Regions from separate parts of the Zea mays genome. Here region 1 is linked to region 2. Evidence: chromatin contacts called from public Hi-C data. All regions are on one chromosome and are shown on one strand. Each heading gives the region's core, a stretch centred on a gene start, on an enhancer-like site or on the middle of the called end of the contact. The rest is flanking DNA. Distances are from core to core; before and after follow the strand shown.

What was found. Hi-C and Micro-C count contacts between places; a contact is called where the count stands out from the background.
Region 1: a Hi-C map of leaf shows a contact between it and region 2, with 6 times the contacts expected there. The contact joins the promoter of LOC100191299 here to the promoter of LOC103626998 in region 2. A contact is called at or near these places in 6 of 25 Hi-C or Micro-C datasets (bundle sheath, ear, endosperm and 3 more).

What each region holds. Positions count from the first base shown.
Region 1 is chr5:147,652,602-147,656,769 of Zm-B73-REFERENCE-NAM-5.0, reverse strand. LOC100191299 (Peroxisome biogenesis protein 7) reads left to right here and starts at 2,853. Exons shown (of 1, transcript NM_001136733.1): 1 at 2,853-4,033. The coding sequence starts at 2,920. The coding sequence ends at 3,879.
Region 2 is chr5:147,461,511-147,465,418 of Zm-B73-REFERENCE-NAM-5.0, reverse strand. LOC103626998 (ubiquitin carboxyl-terminal hydrolase 15) reads right to left here and starts at 2,284. Exons shown (of 14, transcript XM_008647353.4): 1 at 1,895-2,284; 2 at 464-865. The coding sequence starts at 786.

The sequences.
Region 1 (4,168 bases), core at 1,604-4,103, 190 kb before region 2:
GGGGAAAACAAGAAATCGTTGGGGGACTTGAACACGGATAAGGGGTCCTTGTAGGGAAATGAAGGAAAGGGTGAAAAACTCGTCGGCTCGAGCTCCAAGAAGAAGGATGGCAAGAAGAAATTGATCAAGAAGATCGTCTACTATGAGATTGATTCTTCTACATCGTCATTCACGTCAAGCAAAGAATAATCCACCTCCAAGCATCGCCTAAAGAAGGTTAAACAAAATTATTCTAAAATGTATTTTAATTATTCTCGCATTCCTATAAATTCAAATGCCAATTATTTTATGTTCCTCTTGGTAAACAAAACCTCACTTCGATTGTGAGGATTACTCATGGTGAAGTTGATGAGGAATCATTTATACTCATTCCACCCAAGTAAGACGTCAGGAAGAACCTCGTTGGTCGCTCACTGCTCGAGTGAAGAACGAGTGCTGCCACGTGTCTTATGGCGCGTGATGTAAGCCGTCGGGAAGAACCTAACGTAAGCCTCTGGCAGAGGGGCCATATGCGCTTAAGGCGAGCAGAGTGCGTAGTTGTTCACGCTAGTGATAGGTGGTGCACACCCCACATTAAATGCAGGTGGTGTGCGCAGCCCGCAAGGCCTGCGCCATGTTAGAAACCCACGTGTTACCAAGGCAAGACCATTGACTCAATGTGCGGCACTGTCAGAGGGAAAATCCTTCGACCGGGTGGCGAAGTGCACCCGCCTTGATCCTAAGATGAGGAGGGGGCCTAGGGATTGCCTAATTAGTTGGAAGAACACGAGAACACAACAGTTAGAGTGATTCGGTCCGCCGGAGCTTAATACCCTACATCCACTTTAAGTTGTATTACTTGGGAGTCTCTATGTGAATCCGTCCGAATCTGCCCTTGTAATGTTGTGTTCTCTCCCTCTTATAGTCCAAGGGGGCGCATACAAGGGAGTTGAGCCCCGACAAGCGGGCCCAAGAATATAGCAACAAAAACATACTACATGGAACAACTAATGTCGCCGACAGACAGATATCTTCTTTTGGTCATCGTGCAGATTTCCTGGCCACCTTCTCCTTCGCCATGTCTTATTAGCATACGGGCGAAGGCTCTGGTATAGACTGCAGCATAGATTGGCATGCTGACGTGCATAGGTGTGTGCACAATCGCTCGTGTTGTCACGTCTGGCCGGTCACTGTAGCGGACTCAATACCCGACCGAACGACGCTTCATGATGGTGTCTTCCACGCATGTGTAGCACAACGGCCTTGGCAACGCACGGACTCTGAGCAGGCATTTAATGCGCGCGGCGCTGACATGCTACAATGCATCTTGGTAACGCGTGGGCGGTCACAAAGGCCTATCACAAGCATGCCAACCCTACGCTTGGTCAGAGCACACCATGCCCGCCTTGCATTTAATGCGGCTGAGGTCTTGCTTCCATCGAAGGCTTGCACTATGCGCCCAGTGAACACGTGGTGTCACCGAACCCCTGCCTGGATCCAAAGTAGAGCCTAGGGGCATCTTCTGCCCTCAAGCACCGGACGCCCCTGTTGGGGACCCATACCCCATAGGGGGCTCGGTTTGTATACATGTAGGTCCTGGACTTTCTAGGGGGGTCCGGACTACGCACATGGGGGTTCAGGACCCATCCATGTGGGTCCAGACCCATTAGTGAAGTCCCTTAGCACATGATTAGAGATAACCATGTGGGTACTGCGTTTTGGTACAGTAGTAAGGGGTATCCCAGTTCTGTGGTACCGACAGACGCCCTTCTAGACCTTCATTGTTCCTCGTGCGTTACTGAGGCATGAGGGAACATGCGGAGGGGCGGGACGACACATTCTGTATTCTCCCTACTCTACAACCTACGTCGTAGCCTTTGCCCACACGCCAACAAGACCGGGCAGAGAACAAGACTGGACGAAGAAGACCTCGATCCACTAGTATTACCCTGTGATCTTTTTGTATCCCTGGGCCAACTTGTCGTGGCTCAGGCGCCATGTAGGCCCTCCCTTAGGGTATAAAAGGGAGGGACACTTGGTAGAAATCAAAACGACCTGAAGTTGTTCAGGTCGGGACGGCTCATAAGAACACACACACAGAGAGAGAGAAAGGGGACACACTTTTGAATCCCCTCGAAGGCATCTCCAACCAATTTTAGGCTTTCTCAAACTCTGAGCAATACAACTAACAAGTAGAGTAGGGTATTACACTATGACGACCGAACCAATCTAAACCCTTATGTGTTCTTGTGTTCATCCGGCTCAGTAGGCAAACCATAGGATGTCCCCCTATTCATAGGATTAGGTGGGTACACTCCACCACCCAGCTGGAGTTTTCTCTCCGACAAATAGTATTACTATCGTTAGAACCGGTCTAACAACAACTCTAAAGGGGTGTTTCGTTCACATCTCCTAAACTTTAGTTAGTCACTTTTAATTCCTAAACTATTAAGCGGTGTGACTAAGGAAGTGTTTGAATGCACTAGAACTAATAGTTAGTTAGCTAAAAATTGTTAGTGGAATTAGCTAGCTAACAAATAACTACCTAACTATTAAATAATTTACCATAAATACCTAAAAACTATTAGATAGGGTGTTTGGATGTCTAAATAAATTTTAGTCACTGACTATTAGCTCTAGTGCATTCAAACATCCCCTAAATAAAGTCTTCCAAATATATTTTTTTAAACTGAAGTTTAGGAGAGTGACAAGAGGAATAACACCCATGAGTTAAGTGGTGTTTTTACTGGGCAGCAGCAAGATTTCACTGTTGATGACATCATTTGTTTTTACTGTGTCAGCCTGCCACGGACCAGGACTGAACGCACCACAGAGGCATCATCAATCGAAAAAGAAAATTAAAAAGGAAAAATAAAATTAAAATCCAAGTCTTACGCGAGTCCCCTTCCCGATCCGCCGGCCGATCCACCCACCGCCGCCATGCCGGCGTTCAAGGCCCCGGCGCCGGGCTTCGCCGTGCGCTTCAGCCCCTTCCACGAGAACCGCCTCCTCGCCGCCACGTCCCAGCACTTCGGTCTCGTGGGTAACGGTCACCTCATCGTCCTCGACCTAGCCGGCGGCGGGCCTGGGGCCGCCCCGGCGCCGGTCTTCTCCTTCCCGACCTCCGATGCGCTCTTCGACTGCGCGTGGTCCGAGTCCCACGACTCCCTCTGCGCCGCCGCCTCCGGGGACGGCTCCGTGCGCCTTTTCGACGCCGCTCTCCCGCCGGCGCAGAACCCCGTGCGGCTCCTCCGGGAGCACGCACGGGAGGTGCACGGCCTCGACTGGAACCCCGTCCGCCGGGACGCCTTCATCTCCGCCTCCTGGGACGACACGCTCAAGCTCTGGTCCCCCGACCGCCCAGCCTCCGTCCGCACCTTCCGGGGCCACGAGTACTGCGTGTACGCCGCCGCCTGGTCCGCGCGCCACCCGGACGTCTTCGCGTCGGCCTCCGGGGACCGAACCGCGCGCGTCTGGGACGTCCGGGATCCCGCGCCCACGCTCATCCTGCCCGCGCACGACCACGAGGTGCTCTCGCTCGACTGGGACAAGTACGACCCCTCCATCCTCGCCACCGCCTCCGTCGACAAGTCCATCCGCGTCTGGGACGTGCGCGCGCCGCGGGCGCCCATCGCGCAGCTCGCCGGACACAGCTACGCCGTTAAGCGGGTCCGTTTCTCGCCGCACCGCCAGGGCATGCTCATGTCATGCTCCTACGACATGACTGTCTGCATGTGGGACTACCGCGCCGAGGATGCTCTGCTCGCCAGGTACAATCACCACACGGAGTTCGTTGCCGGCATCGACATGAGCGTCCTCGTCGACGGCTTGCTCGCTAGCACCGGATGGGACGAGATGGTCTACATCTGGCCATTTGGGACGGATCCAAGAGCCATGTAGCACGCAGATGCAATAGACCAGGTGATTTGTACTATTGGTTTTCAGCTTTGCATTGGGCGGTGGTAATACTAATTACATGCTCCTACATGTTCAGTTACTATCTCTTCAAATGAGTTGAAGAAGTTGGAATAATGTCAAAAAATTGTTCAGTTACTATCTCATTGAGCTCTAGCCTCTCTTATACTAGTAAGAAGGAAATGGTTCGCATGCTCATAACACCTGCTGATAACCATAGGCCACGATATCTTGATAGTCCAATAACATAACTTGCCTTTCTAGAAGGGAAAAT
Region 2 (3,908 bases), core at 1,035-3,534:
TGCGGAGAGGCAGCTTCAAACCCGCAACCTGGTAACTCAGTGTTTAGTAACCGGGAACTGGGAACTTGGCCACGTTCCTCGTTCTGGGAACGTTTGTTCCGTTCCGGTAACGTGGGAACAATCGCGTTCCAGTATTGGTAAATCCTAGTTTTAGTAGCGTACCGCGTACCACGTTCCCGTTCCTCGATCCCATCGATCCAGGAACCTGGTTACTAAGACTCAGTGAGACAGTTCTCACCACTGCAGTAGGTCTGCCCTTCTTTGCCATAAGATAATATCTCAGAGCAAAAAAAATCTAAACTAGCTTTAGTAGAATGGTTTTTTATTGTTATGTGGAACAGGTTAGATAAACTGGAAAAGTTTGAGAGGTGACCAGATCTTTGAATTTCAATGAAGCCTGACCAGGCATAGTTTCTTTCAAAACTAATTATAGACATAGAAACAGACAAGAGAAAAAACTTACCAGTATCTAACAGACTTGCATCTGGAGCAACGAGTCTTTGCAGGGGCATGGCAAGTTGCACACTCATGGTATTCCTGTCTTAACGAAGGCGCAGGTTTGAAATAGGGCATAGTTCTCAAGGAAGGGCCTGGCGGAATAATGTCTGGGCACGCCATCGTTTCCTCTCTATAGGCTTCTTCTGCAGCTCGCTGTGCAAGCACACTTGCCCTTGCCTTCTTACTTGCAGAGTCATGCCATCTCCCAAGAAGAAAATAAGCTACCACGGGAAGTACAATGAAGACAAGAAAGAGTGCAGGCACATCAGCTTCCCTTGGTTGGAGCATATCCCTAACAGAATACTGATATCCAGCTCCAGAAGTTCTCTATTTGAGCTCGGAAAAACATTCCAGAATACTTATTGACCTACAGGAAAGAGCATATATAAGAAAATAAAAAAAACTGTTTTTTGCCATAAAACTGAATAGAACAAGAAAAAGCTGAAGCCTCCAAAGATTTTAGGGACAAGGCCCAGCTTAAGCTTCTACAATAAACTGTTATTTTTGCAACAGACCCAAAATAGCTTCTTGGGAAAAGCAGACTGGAGCTACATTTCAGGATTGATAAGAGCTTGCTTGTGCTGGATTCACAACATTTAGGGTTTCTACTGTGACGTTGGCCTAACCTTATATGATGATCTCAAGAAGCTCCCACCCGTTTGACCATGGCTTCAGCTCACAAGCCCACAGGATGAAACTAGGTCTAAGTAGGCCCTTAATTTCTTACATCGAGATCCTAAAAGGAAAAGTAGCAGAACTATGAACTCCAGACCGTTGCTACATACTGTAAGTGGCTGATTACCTGGAAACCTAACAAAAGTCACGGATTGTTTACATCACAAGTGTAATGCCCCGATATTCTCACATGAATCAGGCACTCAAAAAACCTGAAAAGGCGTCCATAAAAACACAGACATTCTTCTCTGTGGTCCGTGCAATGTTGTTGGACCAACTAACAGAAACAGCTCCTGAAATGTGCTCATGGCCTTATCCAACATACTACATCCAGATTCCCAAAAAAACGGAATGTCCCAGAGGAACGATAAATCTAGCACGTGCACGTCAGCACATTCACAAGAGCAAAATCTGAAAATGAGATATTTCTGACGAGAGTGCCCAGGGCCAAGGCCCTAATCTCAAAATGACAACCATAGAAGTTCCCAGATCCCCCAGCACTGAACCGCATGCCAACACGGCCACTGAAATTCCCCACTCGACCAAACCGACACGACCATCCATAGAGAAGAAGAAGAAGAAGAAGAAAGGAACAGCCGGATTCCATTGGTTCCCAGCTACAAACTTGCGCAAGAAGTGGGCTGGCCCCCGGCCTAAAAACTCGATTTTTGGCAGCGAAAACATGGGCTGGAGAGCAGGAGAAACAGCGTCTAGGGTTTACCGAGAGCAGGAATGCCACTCCGGCCGGATCTCCAGCCAGATAACACAGCAGGGCCACGGGGTCCGGTAGGGATCGAGGCCTGGAGGCTGGAGATGGTGCGGCGCCCCTTGGGCGGACGGAGGGGTTGGGAATCGGGAGCGGTTGTGCGAGCACTGGGCGGCTTCGGATGCTCTCCAGTGATGAGTCTCCAACTCTCCTCCACTCGCTTGGCTACTGTGCTCTCTGCCGTCTCTGCGCTCCAGAGTCTCGATCGGGGGGAGTGGTGAATTTGCTAGGCTTCCAAAGGAAACGGGGTACCATACCAGGGAGCGCCGAGAATTTTCTCGGCCGTACGATGGAACGATCGGCGGTGGAGATAAAAAGGAACCTTTTTTGTTTTATTTCTTCTCTACCTCTACCTGCCCGATTTGATACTGGACCTGGAGCCGACGTTGGAGTACAAAGAAAGCAAGTCAAGGGGGAAGGGATATGTGAACAACTGAGCACTGACTGCATTACACAAGTCAATAAGAGAGAGGTGAAGCCACGCTGCCATGGATAATGGATTGTCGCTCAATTAAAGTTTAGAATTGTGTAGTAGTACTACATTATTTGAACATGAAGCGTAAGAAAAATTTTATTATATCAAAGAAGAAAATTATAATTTACAAGTTAAATATTTTTGTATAATAAAGATCGTCCGGGCTCCCAAGACATTCTGGCTCAACTAATGAACATCTACTATTATTATACGTATGATTAGGACTAGCGAATCCTAAAAAGAGATGTTACTGTACTATGGAGCAAAGCCATAAAATCATGTCAATCTAACCCGGTCACGACAGCTAGGGTTGTATATCTAACCAGCTCAGACTCACCTCATCGAACTGACTTATTAAGGTAACGAGCTGGCTACGCTCGACTCGTTAAGGAACCGAGCCAGAGAATCAGCTCAGCTCGATTGACTATAATTCGAGCGAGCTCATGAGCCACAAGTATTTTATACTGCCTAACTATAACACATATGATGTTTTTTTAGTAAACTATTACTCTCCGATTCTATATAAATTATATACGTAGAAAAGCCATTTATTACTTAGAACCAATAGAATAGTTTTAAAAAAAATCCGAACGCTACATGATACTACAAAGTGGACGATGATTTCCTGAAAAGTTCTGTACGATGGATGGATCATGCATAAATAAATGGAGGGGGAAAAGTAATTTGGCAACCGCATCCGAACTTGGATTCACTCACTCATTGGCGTCTTTGGAGAAAATATAATTGTGTCGTACCTGGATGTAGCGGTGATGATTATATACGAAGGCGAGCTATGCGCAGCGTATCATTTATTTTATTTTTTATCCTCAACACAACAAAATATGCAAACAAGCAATTTTGTGCTACACCCATTCCCATCATGTCCACCCCCACCCCCACGTCTGAATCTTCTCCCACGTGTATTCAATATTTGATAAAAGTTTGTTTAGCAAAGGTAATGGAGATAATTGAGGTGGTTAGAATCCCTCACTATTTTTTAGTGTTGTGCTTAAAATGTGTTTAGTATGTGTTTTCCTCCTTGTTCTTGTCCTCTAGCACTAGTATTTTTTCACAAATTGATGACAAGTCCTTTTTTGCCATAAATCGTGATAATAACTAAAAACGATACAATGTTCAAATCACATTTTTCGATAAAATATAACTCTGCCATGACTCATCAAGTATCATATTAGGACACTTTCAATGTTGAAACTACCGTAAAGTTTATATACTATCCATATCCATATAAACCATATCTCACAATACAATTTTTATACCATCCAATCTGCTCTCCCTATCCCACAATACAAAGAAACCAACATCCCTCCTGTCACACCCGGGTTTTAGGGGTCCAAAGCCCGGGCGCGAACATAATCACCAGGTGTGCTAAGACCAAGTCTCACACATATGATGAATCATGGCACAGGATCGAATGCCACAACTTTACTATATAATAGGAGTTCTATACAAAATAAATAAATAATTACATTATAA